Regions from separate parts of the Mus musculus genome. Here region 2 is linked to region 1. The links are chromatin contacts, called in public Hi-C maps. All regions are on one chromosome and are shown on one strand. The core of a region is the stretch at or near the end of the contact, and the rest is flanking DNA. Distances in the headings are between cores, read along the strand shown. Region 1 overlaps Lipc (lipase, hepatic). Region 2 holds the start of Lipc (lipase, hepatic).

The links. A called contact is a pair of places that touch in the nucleus more often than the background predicts.
Region 2: a contact with region 1 is called in a Hi-C map of liver, with 2.5 times the contacts expected there. The contact joins the promoter of Lipc here to the enhancer-like site in region 1. A contact is called at or near these places in 1 of 39 promoter capture datasets (macrophages), 7 of 484 Hi-C or Micro-C datasets (all in liver), 8 of 115 datasets of contacts at active chromatin or transcription factors (the HPC-7 cell line, cardiomyocytes, embryonic fibroblasts and 5 more) and 2 of 9 other capture datasets (adipose tissue and embryonic stem cells).

What each region holds. Positions count from the first base shown.
Region 1 is chr9:70,885,675-70,893,350 of GRCm38.p6, reverse strand. The region is part of intron 1 of Lipc (lipase, hepatic); the gene reads left to right. Among named protein-coding and RNA genes, the nearest start is that of Gm32017, 25 kb to the left of the region's middle. Within about 2 kb of position 4,175, at least 85 of the 459 cell types and tissues checked have an H3K27ac peak or open chromatin away from gene starts, as enhancers often do. A contact at or near this core is called in extraembryonic endoderm stem cells, hepatocytes, liver and 1 more, where this site is marked.
Region 2 is chr9:70,930,565-70,938,240 of GRCm38.p6, reverse strand. It overlaps Lipc (lipase, hepatic), which reads left to right and starts at 3,433. Exons shown (of 9, transcript NM_008280.2): 1 at 3,433-3,765. The coding sequence starts at 3,681. The region is part of intron 2 of Gm32017 (a long non-coding RNA gene); the gene reads right to left.

The sequences.
Region 1 (7,676 bases), core at 2,926-5,425:
GGGTCTCACGAGTTAATAATTCAGGTTGTCCTTCAACTCAGGTTTCTCCCACCTCTGCCCTCAACCTGCTGGGATTACAAGCATGTACCAATGTATCCAGCCTTCCAAACCATTTAAACTAAAGATCATGTTGATTTCCAGAAAATGGCACCCCTACTGGCCCAGGGAGACAGACTGGGCTGTTGGGGCTGCCTCATTTGCCATTCACCAAGGAGATGGACAGAGAAGGCAATGGGGGGCTTCCAGAACTGTTCCTAGAGTCCTTGTCCACTTAAAGCCCAGAGTAAAGACCTTTGAAAGACTCCGTGGAGGAGGTGGCCTTGCCCTCTAGGAAAAGTGGGACCAGTAGATTCTGATCAGTGAGAAGGGGGGTCCTGGGGGGGAGCAGGAACGGGAGGAGGAGGAGCAAGCTCTCCCCAAAAACTCTTTCCAAAACAGAGAGGTCGAGAACATGGACGCCTGGCTGAGCCAAGACTCCCCAGCAAACGTCAAGCTTCCTGGCTTGCTACTACAGTGCTTTTGAGCAGTTTGAACCCTAAAGATAAGGCCCCACTCAGCACACACCCCAGCCTTTAGTCCTTTACTGAAGACATCTAACTTAGAGGTGAGATGTACAACAGCCATACATTGAAAATATAAATAGATCCTTACGATGACTTAAATTCTAAAAATCAGGACAGTTGAGTGCCAGACACAGGGTTCTGTTATTTGTTTGTTCCATTTAATGCATTTACCTTTTAGCTTATTAATGTATTTCCTGTCCTTGTTACAACAGTCCTATGAGGTTTACAATGAAAGAAACGGAGGTTTAAAGCCTTTTAGTTACTTACTAGTCGATGGGTGTAATTGTAACTCTTCTTGTCGTTTGACAAACTATATGAGAAGAGCAGCTTAGGAGAGGAAGGGTTTACTGTGGCTCCCAGCTGAGGGTTCAAGTTCATGACTAGAAGGTAAGGGAGGCAGGAGTAGAAAGCAGATGGTTACGTGGCATCCACAGTCAGGAAGCCCCAAGGATAAGCGATGGTGCTCAGCACTCCTGTTTTTCAGTCCAGAATCCCATCTCATGGGATGGTGCTACCCTCGTTTAGGGTGGGTCTCCCCACTTCAAGACGTGTCTGCTAGGTGTGTCTCCCAGGCGATTCTACATCCTATCAAATGGATGGTCAATATTAAGCTTTGTCTTGGAGAAGCCATGATTCAAACCCAGGTATGTTTGAGTACCAGGGCGTAGTTTTCAGTGTGGTTTTGGCTACAGTGTGCATGTTTCAGGTGACTTTGAAACTACCTCTCTGTCTGAGCTAGACAACTGAGGAAGGCAGAAAGGGGAGCAAACAGAAGGATCTTCTTCATGGACCACCCTGATCAGGCCTGGCCCCTGAGGGCTGATTGGCTCAGACCCAGGAAGGTGTGAGACCTGTGCTTCTGTTTCCTGCACTCATGCTGCTGGGGTGATTTCACAGCCAGAGAAAGGCAGGGGGAAACGGAAGAGAAGTCAAAGATGTGCCAGGGAACCAGAAAGGAGCTTCAGGAAATGCTTTATCTAAAAATATGCCAGTTCTGAAAGAAAAACAGTCATTAGAGGGTGTGAGAAGCCCCCACGGTGAGGAAAAGCAAAACAGTTAGATTCACGGGGAGGCCAGTGGAACAACAGAGAGACCCATTACCCACCCACTTCCTGTGCCATTAGCCAGGCGAGCAGACAAAATGACAACCCACAGACAGCGCTCCAGGGGAAGTGTCTGAGGACAGCCTCAGAAGACGCAGCAGGGAGGTGGGAGGGGAAGAGACTGTTCCAGATATCCAGATAATAGTTTTTTCACATCAGCTGGTCCAGCTACAGTTTTGGCTAACGTTTCCTGTGTAGTGGCTACATGCCATTATCTCATGCTAGCCTTTCAAGGACAAGGAGAAGGAAAGGGAACCTGTAGGGTCGAGTGGTTTGTCCAAGGCCACACAGCTGCTAAGAGACAAAGACCAGACTCTACCCTAGATTCCTTGACCTTACTCGAAGTCTAACAGACCTAACAGCTCCAACAAGATCAAAAGGCCTGACTGTCCTCAACCGTGAAGGTCAAGCCCATTCACTTCAACTTTCCAGGCAGGTTACAGGGATTTTACAGTCTTTTTGTTCCAATTTAAAGTCTTTTTAAAAGATAGATTTATTTACTTGTGTGTGTGTGTGTGTGTGTGTGTGTGTGTGTGTGTGTGTGTGTGTATTCACCTATGTGCGCCCATCTATGTATGCAGATACGTATACATGGAGGTCAAAAGAGAGTTAAGAGTCAGTTCCCCCCATTCCTTCGAGGCAGAGTCTCTCCCTGAACCAGACACTTGAAGTTTTCCTGCCAATCTGGAAGCCAGCCAGCCGAGTTATCCTCTTGTCTCCTCCCTGCACTGGAGCTGGGGTTACTGCTGTTAGCAAGGACAGCCAGCCTGTTATGTGGGAGCTGGGATCCTCACGATTGGAGAGCGAATGTTCTCTACGCCTGAGCCCCAGGTTTTGCATTCTTTGTCTTGTCTTGTTTGAAGTCAATCTGGTAAAAGAACTTGCTGGTTTTTATTAGTGACTGGTCAGCCCTCACAGGTTGCTTCTCCATAAGACAAGCTGAAATGCAGATACAGCAAGTGAGCCTGTGTCTGCTGGAATTGTCAGAGGCTGAAGCAGGAGACCAAGAACCATGGGTGGAGGGAGAGGGGGCAGTTCCACTAGAAGGATCCAGCCATTGAGGACAGCGAAGGTTTCATGTGGCTCCTGATTGGCTTCTACCACCCTCAGCGCAGGCATTTTGTTGACAAAGCAAAGATACCTTTACCTTGAGCCCAAATCCAGCTCCTTTGACTCTGCAAGGAAGGGCTAATGTTTCTGCCCTCTGAAGCTCTGATAACTGTGTCTCTGAAGTAAACTGACAGGAGACAGAAAAAACAAAAGGCACGCAGATTTCTGCCACACACAGTGACATTACAGCAAGGACAGAGTACTTCAAGGCCCAGTAAGATCTAGAGGGAAGCTAGCAAAAGCGCTCTCTGTGTGAGAGAGATGGTTAGGAGAGAAAAGTAGGTGTACCAAAGATGACTGGACACGGTCTCTCTGGGCATGGCTCTGCCTCAGCCCTCTTGTCTCTGGTGACAGGTAACCCCCATGATGAGGGAGAACTCGTGACAAGTGCATTCTTTCTGGAAAGTCTAATCTAAAGGCAAACAAGGCATCAGGCAAATAGGATTCAGTGAGTACAGAAGGCCAGGAATGCTAGCCTGAGTTCAGTCTCCAGAACTCACTTGGTGGAAGGAGAAAAGCAACTCTTGCACATTGTTCTCTGATATCCACATACATGAGGTAGCAGGTGGACCCAGACCATACATACACACATACATACAACATACATACACACATACATACAACATACAACATACAACATACATACATACATACATACATACATACATACATACATACATACATTTAAGGGCAAATTCTAAAATCCCCAGCATCACACACACACACACACACACACACACACACACATGATTGTGATAGATAAGTCAGTTGTATGAGTACACACCTACAGTCCTAACAGTAAGAAGGATTTGGCAGGAAGATTGTCAGATCAAGGGCAGCCTGGGCTACCTGGCAATCCTACAAACATGACAGATCATGCATGGGACAGTCCGTATGCTGGGCGGTGTGCCTAGTACATTCTGCACATCACCCCTTCCTCACCACACCCCTGAGCCCACTTCACAGATGAGATACTGGGCTGCAGCTGGTTCAGAGAACCGCTTAAGGTCTTCGGTTCAGGATCAGTGGACACTGGTCTCCACGGAGCTAGCACCTGGGTTCCCAGAGCCTCTGGCCATCCCTGAAGCCTAGCTGAGAAGAAAGCAAGCCACAATTTTTAGACAGAGCCAGATGGGATGTCCAGGGAAACAACACAGCACTAGAGGGCTTCCTTTTCTGCCCAGTGTGGTCTAATAGCCTACATTACGTGCCTTCCTCAAAAGGGTGTACTTTACGGAAAGTCACGTAATCTGGTTTCTCCTGATGTCATTGATATCTAGTTAAGTTTTCCTTCTGGGAAGGAGGCAGGTGGAGTCAGCTTCTTTCTTTGCACAGCTGGGTAAACTACACTGGTGATGGTGACTCACACAGAGCTACACGGTGAGATCAGCCATCAATAATGTGGACCTTGTTCTGCTGGCTGTATTCCAATGACATTGCCTTGGGACCACAGGAGGCCAAGGGACTTATACTTAGGCTCCCAGAAGTACCATTATTTTAGAGCCTTGTGGTGGGGACTCTGAAGCCATTTGGCTTGTCTGAGCCTCAAGTTTCTCACCTATAAAATAAGGTAAGACCTTGTTCCTCACAAAGCTCTGGTAAAACTCAGGAAGATGACTGTGTCTCCAGGCGTAGGGAGCTGGAGCATGCGCTGTCTGTCAGCTGTTAGCAGAGAACTCAGAGGACTTTGATCTGATACTGATCTGATTCAGAAGTAGATTATACTGATAGTCTGTTTCTGGGAAATTTCACTGTGTCCAGGGTGGCCCAGGACCTATGACAACAAGTGAGTTCATTCTAACCCAGTCTGCATGCCAATGAGCATGAACTGGTCTCCAAACCAGTCTAACTTGTCATACAGTGACATCAGGCTGAGTTCCTGTTTAGCCAGTTTGGCTAAACTGACATTATCCCTCCCAAGCTGTTTCTATCCACCATGTTTTCCTTTTTAGAGACACCTCTTCCTTGAGCTGCAGCCCACAGCCCTGGATGGTGAGGTCAGCAAGTTGTATATGGACTTCCTCTAGGGCAGAAAGCACACCCAGCATCTCATGTCTTTTTAAACAAAGTCCACCTTGCTTCTCTCTCGTGACGTCTTTTTTTGATTAGGGGATGGGGGGTGGGGGTGGAGGGTTGCTTCTATGAGCCATGTTATAGGCAAAGAGAGTCTGGAAAGAAGGAAGGGGAGTGATGAACAGGCTTGGGGTGGGGTGCATGTAGTCAGCCTCCTAGAAAACCTGACTAGAGCTTGTCCCAGTGGGACAGGATCTTGGGACAAAATTTGTAAGTGAAAGGAAATAAAACTTGAGATCTGTGATTCATGTAATGTGTGTCAAATAGCCCAAAGAGTTGTTTGTGAGCTTTGAAACCTGTGGCTGAGAACATAGCAGAACAGACCAGGACATGCCCAGGCAGGCCCATCGCCTCCCTATCTCCCACCCCTCTGACCTAAGTTAAATGTTACAGGCTGCTGATGTTTAAATGGACCAATCATGTGAAACCGTGCCAATTCCTCCCCCAGCCCCACTCCTTTTCTATAAAAACCCCTAGCTTCCAAGCCTCGTGGTCGAATCCACTGTCTCCTGTGTGAGATACGTTTCGACCCGGAGCTCCGCCATTAAAATACCTCATGTTGTTACATCAAGGTGTTGTGTTCTATTCGTGATTCTTGGGTGCACGCCGAATCGGGAGCCGAGTGGGGGTTTCCCCACTAGGTTCTTTCATAAGGATAGAGAAAAGAAATGTGGATGAAGCCCAAAGACATTCTGTGGGCCAAAGACTTTTCTCTTATTCATTAATTTGTCTTTTCCTCACAAAGTGACAAGCTACCTCTTGGCATTTTCATGCACAGTTAGCTCTGGTTGTTCCGCTCCCCCTCAACCCCACTGTACCACAGCGATCCTCCAGGATTCCCCCTTATACTTTGATATCACATGTATACTACTGCCCTCCCACTTCCCACTCTCAAATCCTCTTATTCTCCATCTCATGGATCCCTTTCTAGTTTCTTGGCCTCTAACCACATTTACTTGCATGCTTAATAATGAAAAGTTAAGCTCCACATACGAGAGAGAACCGTCAGTTATTTATCTAACCAGGTGTGGCTTAGCTCAATATTTTCCAGTTCTACCCATTTTCCTGTAAACGTTACAGTTGCCTTTTATTTATAGCTAAATAGAATTCTATTGTACATGCGTACCTCATTTTCATTATTCACCTATTGATGGACATCTAGACTGTTTCTATTTCCTAACTATTGTGAACAGAACAGCAACGAGCATAGATATATATATACAAGTGTCTTTGTGGTAGGATGTACAGTAATGGGCCAAACACATTTGAAGTAATAGTTTGGATGGGGAATATTCAACAGCATCTTAAAGGGCACCAAAGTTGACACAGGAGAATAAAAAGGTTAGAGAATCATCACAGTGCTTCCTCTTTATGCTCATAACCGTCATGCCCCCACCCACTCAAGACTGTTCTCGATTGGACATCCCCGCATAGAGAGCCATGATGCTTCACCCTTTGTGCTTATAGCTGCTATGCGCCCCCCACCCCCACTCCGCTCACCAACACTGTTCTCTATTGAACACCCATTCCCACAGAGTCTTAGAGACTAGTGAAGGAAAGTTAGAAAACATCTATGTTCGGATTACTTTCATTTGGGAAATGGTCTGGCCAAGCATTGACTGAATTTCATTGATGAAATGAAATAATTGATCCCTTTATTCCTTTCCCCACGTCTGTGATTCAGTGCCTGGCAAGAACCAATTTAAAAGAGGACGGTTTTACTTGGGCTTATAGCTTCAAGGGATAACATTGTGGTAGGGGGGAAAGGCATGGTGGGAAAAACAAGAGGTAGCTAGTCATATGACATGTTGCTGCTAATTTCCCTTTATCCATTTGTATGGTTCAGAGTCCCAAGTAGGGAATGGTGTTACCCACAGTGGGCACATCTTCCCACCTCAAGTTGTGTAATCAATATAGCCCCACATAGCATAGCCAGAGGCCCATCTTCCAGGTGATTCTAGAACTGCCAAGTTGACAGTTAACACTAACCATACAATGACTTATCCCCTTTCACCAATAAGGAACAGGATTGTAGCACATTGTGCAACCTGTCCAGGACTGTAGTTATAGTTCAGAGTTGAGAGCTCTGGGCTCATTCTAAGTCCACAGAATACAGTTTTCCCAATGAGCTTGCATTCACATTTCCCATCATGCATTGCTATAATTACTGTATACTTTTGTGTCCCTCACTAAACTATAGTCTAGTGTCCAAAAACCACGCATGATTCTTAAAATGTCTTCAACAGCACTGAACCATCAGGAATGAATGAATGAATGAATGAATGAATGAATGAGAAAATGCCCACCAGACTCATAAAGTTACAGTACCTTTTACAAACATTAGTTAGAAGCCATATCAGCAAGAAACCATGAAACATCAACCATGTATCCCATGTTCTGTGAGGCTCTGTCACCCCCATACTTGAGTTCAGGGTCCCCTGGAAATACATAAATTTCATGAATTCTGATTTTACAGCCTCTAAGACCAGCCTTCTCCCAAGGGCTGATTTTCACTGTCTTAGCAGCTTCTCTGCTCATTACTGCTTGGCAAACAATGTGATTTACGCACAAGAAACACACATTAAGATGCAATGTAGTTATTCCAGCTGCCATAACTACTAAATTGAATTGACTGGAAATCTACTGATAGCCCAACCTCTGTAGGAAAAAAAAAGTCAGCCTGAAAATAGCTGGAGTAATAATACTAGAGATGTCACCAGAAACGACTGTGCAAATATAGGAAAGGCGACATCATGGCTGCCATTTATTAATGGGCAGAGTTCTGTACTGAGATGGAGGCCCCTAGAATATGAAGCTAAACTGTCCC
Region 2 (7,676 bases), core at 2,184-4,683, 46 kb before region 1:
TCATGGACTTGTATAGAGGTGTGACTCTTAGTCTACATATGCTGATACACAAGCACCTTTGCTGTCTATAGCTCATCTGAAGCAATGGCTCCAAATGCTTGTTTTCAGGCATCCCTGCGTTCTTTCTCTCTATTCTTCCTGTCCAACCCCAGTTGTACCACAGTTCTAGATCAGGCACAGTACTTGGGTATGAGTTGAAGGGCAAGTACTTAGTCCTCTATAATTTACTCACAAGATGGATACTGAGTGTCTGTCTGTCTGTCTGTCTGTCCTGTTGTCATCTTGACCTATTGACTTGGAAGGCTCAGCATGGCTCCAACCCAAGGCCAGGAACGCCCTTCTGCATGATGGCACACACAGAGCATTTTCTATCTAGGTCTTACCCGCTCCCAGGCTTTCTACAAAGCAAGGGACCATCCCCTCTGCTCTCAATTCCAGAGGCAAGTCTCCCCCCCCCCCCACCACCACCTCTAAGGTTTGGATGCTGTCTTTCCAGTGATGAGGGTGGAAAACCCCTTTGTGTCCCTTCAAAACATTTTAGCCCAGCTCCGTTTTTCCATGTCCTAGGACTCAAGGGTGTGGTACCATCACTAACAGACTCTTACCATCAAGTTCTGGAGGTTAACCAAGAACAATAGGGGCAGCCAGTAATGTCTGTGGAGCTACTGGCAGCTGATGGCTGCTGAAGGAGAGAGGATCAGTTTTCTTTGGGGATCCTCTTGCTCCAGGGGGATGTTTAACATTTGTGCGTTTATGGACAACAATAAATAGACTTAGCTTTTAAGACAGAGCACATGTAGTTAGGAAGTAATGGTGGTTGTGGGGACATTGGAGGGAAAGGAAAGGGGGTATATTTGATTTAAATGCATTACATGTAATACATACATATACATACATTATATGTATATCATTTATGTATAAAATTCAAATGTAAAGAAGAAATTTAGTCCTTTACTGGTCTTGGTCAGTTAGTGGTTCCCTAGCCTGGGACCTTGTGGTTTAGGAAGACAAACTCTATATAGACTGATTTTACTTTATCCTTCCTATGTGGGAGAAAGGACAAGTTAGGGGAAAGTAAGTGAGTATCATAAAATATTATCTCAGGCTGTGCTATCCCCACCTTAGAGATGAGATGATAGATGTGGCTGGTGTTATGTAACATTCTGCACAGATACCAGAGCCAGGAGACAGGCAGGCTCACTGTATTTGCTAAGTTTACCTGCAGAAGGAGGTAGGGGTTGGGAGTGCTTGCTGCAATATCCAGAAGAGAGGATAACAGGGTGATGGAAGAGGGACCCAAGGCCAAATGGTCTTAGGGGTTTGAAGATTTAAATGTTTAATGTGAAAAAAGTGGAAGTGGAGCCTGCTTAACCATGCAAAACAGGAAGGAGACACCCCCAAATCCAGAACCCAGGTCTTCAGGAACCAGGATGGCCCCTGTGTTTCAGAAAGGAAGCTCAGACACAGAGCACACAGGTTTGGGGTTGGGATCAAGACCATTCACAGCTGCCTGCATACATGCTTGTGGGCGTCAAATGCTGGCATCCGTTGTCTTTCTCAATCAGTCTCCATCTTGCGTCTCTCACCGGGACCCACTGCGTTCTAATTATGCAAGGCTGGCTTCCCAACAAGTCCCAGTGATCAGCCTGGCCCTGCCTCCCAGGCACTGGGATTACAAGAACATGCTCGTGCCTGGCTCTTTTAAAATGTGGATTTAGGGGATCAAACTCAGGTCCTCGTGCTTGTACCGCAAGCAGTTTCCTCCCTGTGTTGTCTCCCCAGCTCTCTCAGAGAGCTTTTAAGCCAGCCATTAGCAGACAACAGTTGGCACTTTGTCTGTCTGCTAACTATTTCCACCATCCACTGGAGTGTCTAAGAGCCAACTCAGACGCCCGCCACAGAGCAAAACCTGAATTGCTCCTCATTCCCCCTGCCAGACTTGTTTCACTCATCACTTCCGTGGATGGTAACCCCATTCATCTATTTGCTGAACCCCAAAGCCTCCAGTCATTCTTCACTCCCCTCTCACCTCCTCCCTCCCAGCAATCCAGGGAGTCTAGTAGTCCCACTTCTAAACAACAGCCCAGCCCCCACCCAGGCCCAGGGTTACATCACACCAGCCATCGTCACAGCTCCCTGGCTCACTCTTCAGTCAGCTCTCCTCTTTAGCCTTGCTCACATGCAAAACAACACAGATCAAATTATTTGCTCCTTTGTTCTATATGTCTGAGTCCTTTCTGTACCCCCTTCAGAGGAGTCTCCCTGCTCACGGGCCATCTTTCTGTTCTTGGAACACACCAAACATGTTCCAATCTCAGGACCTTTGCCTTAACTGTCTGAAAGTCTTTCTCCCCGCAGACTGGCCCCTTCACTCCCCTCAAGCCTTGGTTTCAGGTACAACTTCCAAGCAAGATTCACTCTGACCACTCTGTTTAAACCACTGCCTTCTCCATCACCCCTGGTATTTCTTTATTTGTACTTTATTTTTTTATTGCCGGGTGTCATCTAGCACAGGCTGACTTTGAACTCACTGTGGAGTCAGAAATGACCTTGAACTCCTGACACTCCCACCTCCTCCTGAATGCTGGGGCTATAGGCATGTGCCACCAAAGCCACTATACTAGGGATCCAGCCCAGGGTTTCATGCGTGCTAGGCAAGCACTCTACCAACTAAGCTATATTCCCAGCCAAATAGTTCTCAAACATGCATCTCTGCTTTCTACCATATAATCCTTCTCATGCCCACATTGCCCACGGCACGTAAACTCCACAAGGACTGGACTGCTTGCCTACTTTATTCACTTAACTATTCTTTAAAGCCAACAACAGCGCCTGGTACACAGTGGTGTTCAACACACAGCATTTATTTGTTCAGTGTGTCCATACTAAATCAACAACAACAACAAAATTTAAATCACACTAGAGAGCCAAGAACTCTGCAAGAGCTGCACATCACACCCTTTCTTGCCTGCTTTTGCTGAATGACCTTGCTTCACAGCCCTCTACTCTTGGCTGGACATTAATTAACCCAGTGAGTGCATTTATCCTGGGGTATCTCTCAACGGGGCCCTCAGCGAGACTCTGGTCTTTGCTTCTCACCCAGTTCCTTCTTAACCTGACCTCACCAGGCTCCAGCTCCTCTTTCAGCTATAAGACATGCTGCCCCATCACAATTACACCACAGGTGCCAGAAACATGGCTGAACTCAACAGGAAGCAGAGTCCCTGGGGGTGGGGGCTTTCATCTCTCTTTGGGATTGGCATGCGACTAGAAAGACCAGGACCACGACACTACCTCCCATTCAAGTACTATGGGGGGGGGCGGTAAAGCAGGCAATAATACAGAGGTCACCCAGCTGACCTTTGGTCAAATGTCCAAACACAGCACACTGACTCTCAATTGATTGATTCTGAACTATGAGCTTGGCTCAAGAGGAAAGAAGACCTGGCGAGGTGTTTTATTTCCAAAACTTATCGAGATAAAAAGTGCTTCTGTGGGTCAATCTAGATATTGATAGATTTGGACTGGAGAAGGTAAAGAAAGTGTTTAAATTCTAGGTAACGTGTTTTAAGGTTAATAATTAATGGGGGCCTTCCCCAGCTGAGCACCAAGAAGCACTCTGGTCTCTTTAGTTCTAGACATTAGCAAGAAGACCTCAGACCCCAGGTGAGGCCAGAGACATGGGAAATCCCCTCCAAATCTCCATTTTCCTGGTGTTCTGCATCTTTATCCAATCAAGTGCTTGTGGACAAGGCGTGGGAACAGGTAAGTGTTTATCTTTTCTCTAGAAATGGCCGTGAATTTTTTTTTGGTCTTGACTGTGTTGCAGAGATTGACATTGGGATGGGATCTGCTTCAGAGCTCATGAAGTGGTTCTATGAGTGGCTCCCAAGGTACCCAGAGCTGTGTAGCACTTTGTAAAAGGGACCGTATTTTCAAAAAGAGTAGATGAGAGTAGATGACAGGGAAAAAAAAAAGCCCCTGTAACGGGCAGTGTGGCCTCTTACAGGTGTCATATGGACACCATGGGAAAAGTTTTTTTTTCAGCAGACAATGACCTGAAAGACTTGAAAGACAATGACCTGAAAGACTTGGGATCATCCTTAAAGTTCATTTGAATTCTAATTTGTCATCTGGGAGCCATCAAACGCTCTGTCCTATTGGGGTTGTGAAATCGCCTTGCTCTCTCCCAAGAGAAGGGAATCTGAGTCCTGTTTCTAGTCCTGCCTAAAGCAGAGATGTCATTCGCATGTTTCCTAGTCTTTACATTTTTCTGGCAAAGCTTTTCTCCTGAGCTGAAGGAGCCGCCGCCATCAGTCTTTTTAGTCCATGGCTTTATAAACTACAGTGATGGCCAAGGATAGACTTCCATGCCCTGCCAGGCAGATGGGGTCCAGGTTCCTGGCTGAATGGCGTGTTAGATCAGTAAATGGTAGGATTGACTGGACAACTTGACCAAATTAGACAGGGGTTTGGAACCTTGCTTCTGTGCCCATTGTCATGAAGATCTGCTGGCCTAGAATGTTTAAAATTTTGATGGATGGATGGATGGATGGATGGATGGATGGATGGATGGATGGATGGGTGGATGGATGGATGGATGGATGGATTTGGAGACAGGGTCTGTGTAACCCAGGCTAGGGTCGACATTGAGATCCTCTTGAGCACTGAGGAGCACTGAGGTCACAGACTTGAGCATCTATATCCACCGGAGACTTAAACTTTTCTTTCCTCAAGGATGAACTAGAAAGATGGTTCAATGGTTAAGTGTGATTGCTGTTCTTCCAAGACTTTTAACATGAAAGGATGCTGAAATTTGTCAAATGCTTTTTCAGCATCTAATGAAATGATCATGAGGTTTTTTTCTTTGAGTTTGTTTATATAGTGGACTACATTGATGGATTACCGTATATTGAACCATCCCTGCATCCCTGGGATGAAGCCTACTTGATCGTGGTGAATGATCATTTTGATGTGTTCTTGGATTTGGTTGGCAAGAATTTTATTGAGTATTTTTGCATCAATGTTCATAAAGATTGGTCTGAAGTTCTCTTTCTTCGTTTGGTCTTTGTGTCCCAAGCAAGGTGTAAAAAAATCAAGGACCAACCCTGAGGCCATCCCCTGACCACCACACATGTGCAGCACATGCTCTCCCACACCCATGCACATGTTACTTACGTAGTCTTGGAGCTCAGAAACAACGGATGTGTGCTCCCCATGGGAGTGAGCGTGTAGTGGCTCAGAATCCTTCTTCCTCTCTCAGACACATTTCATGTCTCCAGCCCTCCTGGTACTTAATACCCATTCCCACATTTAAACAGGAAGCTAAAAATAAACATGATGGAAGCAAGTGTAAAACTGAAAGTTCAGGGTTCACATTACTTCAATTCTGTTTTCCAATGTGATACCCGTCCACTAAGATTTTTTTGCTTGTGTTTAAAAATTTATGAATAAGACAGATTGTGAACTGTAAAGCTTAAGAATTTGCTTGGCAAGTAAAAATTTGAGTTCACACCAGAGTAATTTTATTGTATTTGACTATCTTAAAGTTGGAAGTTAGTCTTTAAAAAAAAAAAACAAAAAAAAACCAAAAAAAAAAACCAAAAAACACTGTCCTTTAAATCTGTCCATTGCTTTAAAACTGAAGAATGAGTTGAGAAAACAATTACTACTTTTTCATTAACATTACTGAAAATATTTTTATATTATGGGCAGAAGGGAATGGGAATGATCCACATATGTGTCAAATCCAATGTATGAGGCAGCCCGCTGAGTGTAATGAAGGCGATCAGTTATGGGTGCGCATGTTTCTCCACCACAGCATGGCGTGCCATGAGTCCCACTGGAGAAAAGTGATCATGAAAGAGCTCGTGCCCAGCTGCCTGTGCAGACCGAGCCTGGGGAGGGGTGGGGGTGCGTTTGTGTGGGGTCTTGCAAGCTGGCATCAGAGAATAAGAAAGCAAGGCCTTCCTTGGGCAGAAGCACAGCTTCAGAGATGATAATGTGCTTGTGTCTTCCAAGCCTGAAGAGCCTTCTGAGAGTAAATTATCTAGGGAGGAGGAAGAAGAGACAGAGATGAAGATGGAGAGCAAAGAGGAGAGAAGATAGGGGAGGAGATAAGAAGACAGAGGAAGAAGAGAAGGAGGAAAAGAAATAGAGGAAGAAATAGATATGGAGGAGGAGAAGAATAGGAAGGTGAAGACAGAGGAGAGAGTGATCCTGAGCCAGCACATACACAGGGCTGGTTAAACTGCAGCTGACCATGATCAACCCTCAGCGGCAGAATCGCAGTCACTGCTAAGTCCACCTTTAAATTCAAATGCCGACTACCAAACATTTCAGAAAGTTGGTAACGGTATGGTATTTGGGAATAAATGGCTTATCAATGACCCTGAGATGCTCATAGCACAACATTGGGGATCTTTATTCAGCCCAGGTGGTGGGTTCAGAGTCCCAACCCCTCCCGAGATACTACCAAGGCTGTGTGTAGGTTGTGTTTTGAGCCGGGGACACAGAGTGGTTCTTTACCTCCTGGTAAATTATGACCTCAAAAAGAAAGTTCAAAACCAATTTATCTAGCTGCTTTAAAAAATAAGTGTGAGAAAATGTGAAATGAAATATCAGGGCAGGAAAATAGGGTGGAATATCTAGTATACTGAATTTTTCTATGTATCCTACTAGAGGTTGGAGGTTTGTTTAAACATCTACAGAGTTTAAAAGCAATGGTTGCTCTGTGGGTAGGAGTGGGACATTAGTGCATAAGAAGAAAGGAAGGGATGGAGGGAAGAAGAGAGGAAGGCAGGGAGGGAGGAGAAGAGGGAGGGAGGGGCACAGGTGGGCAGGCAGGCAGACTGTGTACTTACGACTAACGTAGGCCTAAGTCTGAGAGGTATCCCACTGGTTACCTAAGATATCATTTCTTTGATCCCCAGCTGGGGAGGAGGCAGGTCAGTGTAGGGTTTGCCTTGACAGGAAGGCCACAGAATAGAGGGACCTTGCACTCACAAGTCAGACCTGTCATTTTCACTCATCCTTGCAGGCCCAGCCAGCCTCAGATCACTGCCCTAAGGAGACTTGCTGATTCCTGACTTGTAACTATTAGAGGAGGTAGGCAGAAATGCAGCTCACACCCCCAGGATGACCAGACCCACCATTCCACAACAGCTGCAAAACAACCCCAGCACTGTGCGGAAACCCCCCCCCCCCTTCCTCTGAAAGAGATTCTCCTGCTCTCTGGCAAACGTCCTGGCCTTGTAGCCCAGTGAGGCCAAAACCTTCCTGATGGGTGTCACCTAGATAGGACAGGCCAAGGACCAGAGGACAGACAGCCGACTTTGACCCTGACTGCCTTCCACGGGGACCTAGCACTGCACAGGAAGAAACTGAAGAGCCACTGAAGGCCTTCAGTGCCTGCAAACTGACCTAAAAACACAAATCACCCAGAGAGCGCCCAGCCAAAGCCAAAATTGGGTATCTAGATTCCCTCTCTGGTCTTCCCCTCCCTCTGCCCTATTTAACACACCAGCTGCCATGCTGGGTACTCACAGACGACTCAGCAGGAAGACAGGCTGCCCTGATTTATCCTGGTCCACAGACAGAGCGGAGCAGCCCCAAATGCATCTCCAAGATCATATTTCTGATATCGATGGTCTATACAGGACAAAGGGGCCAGCAGT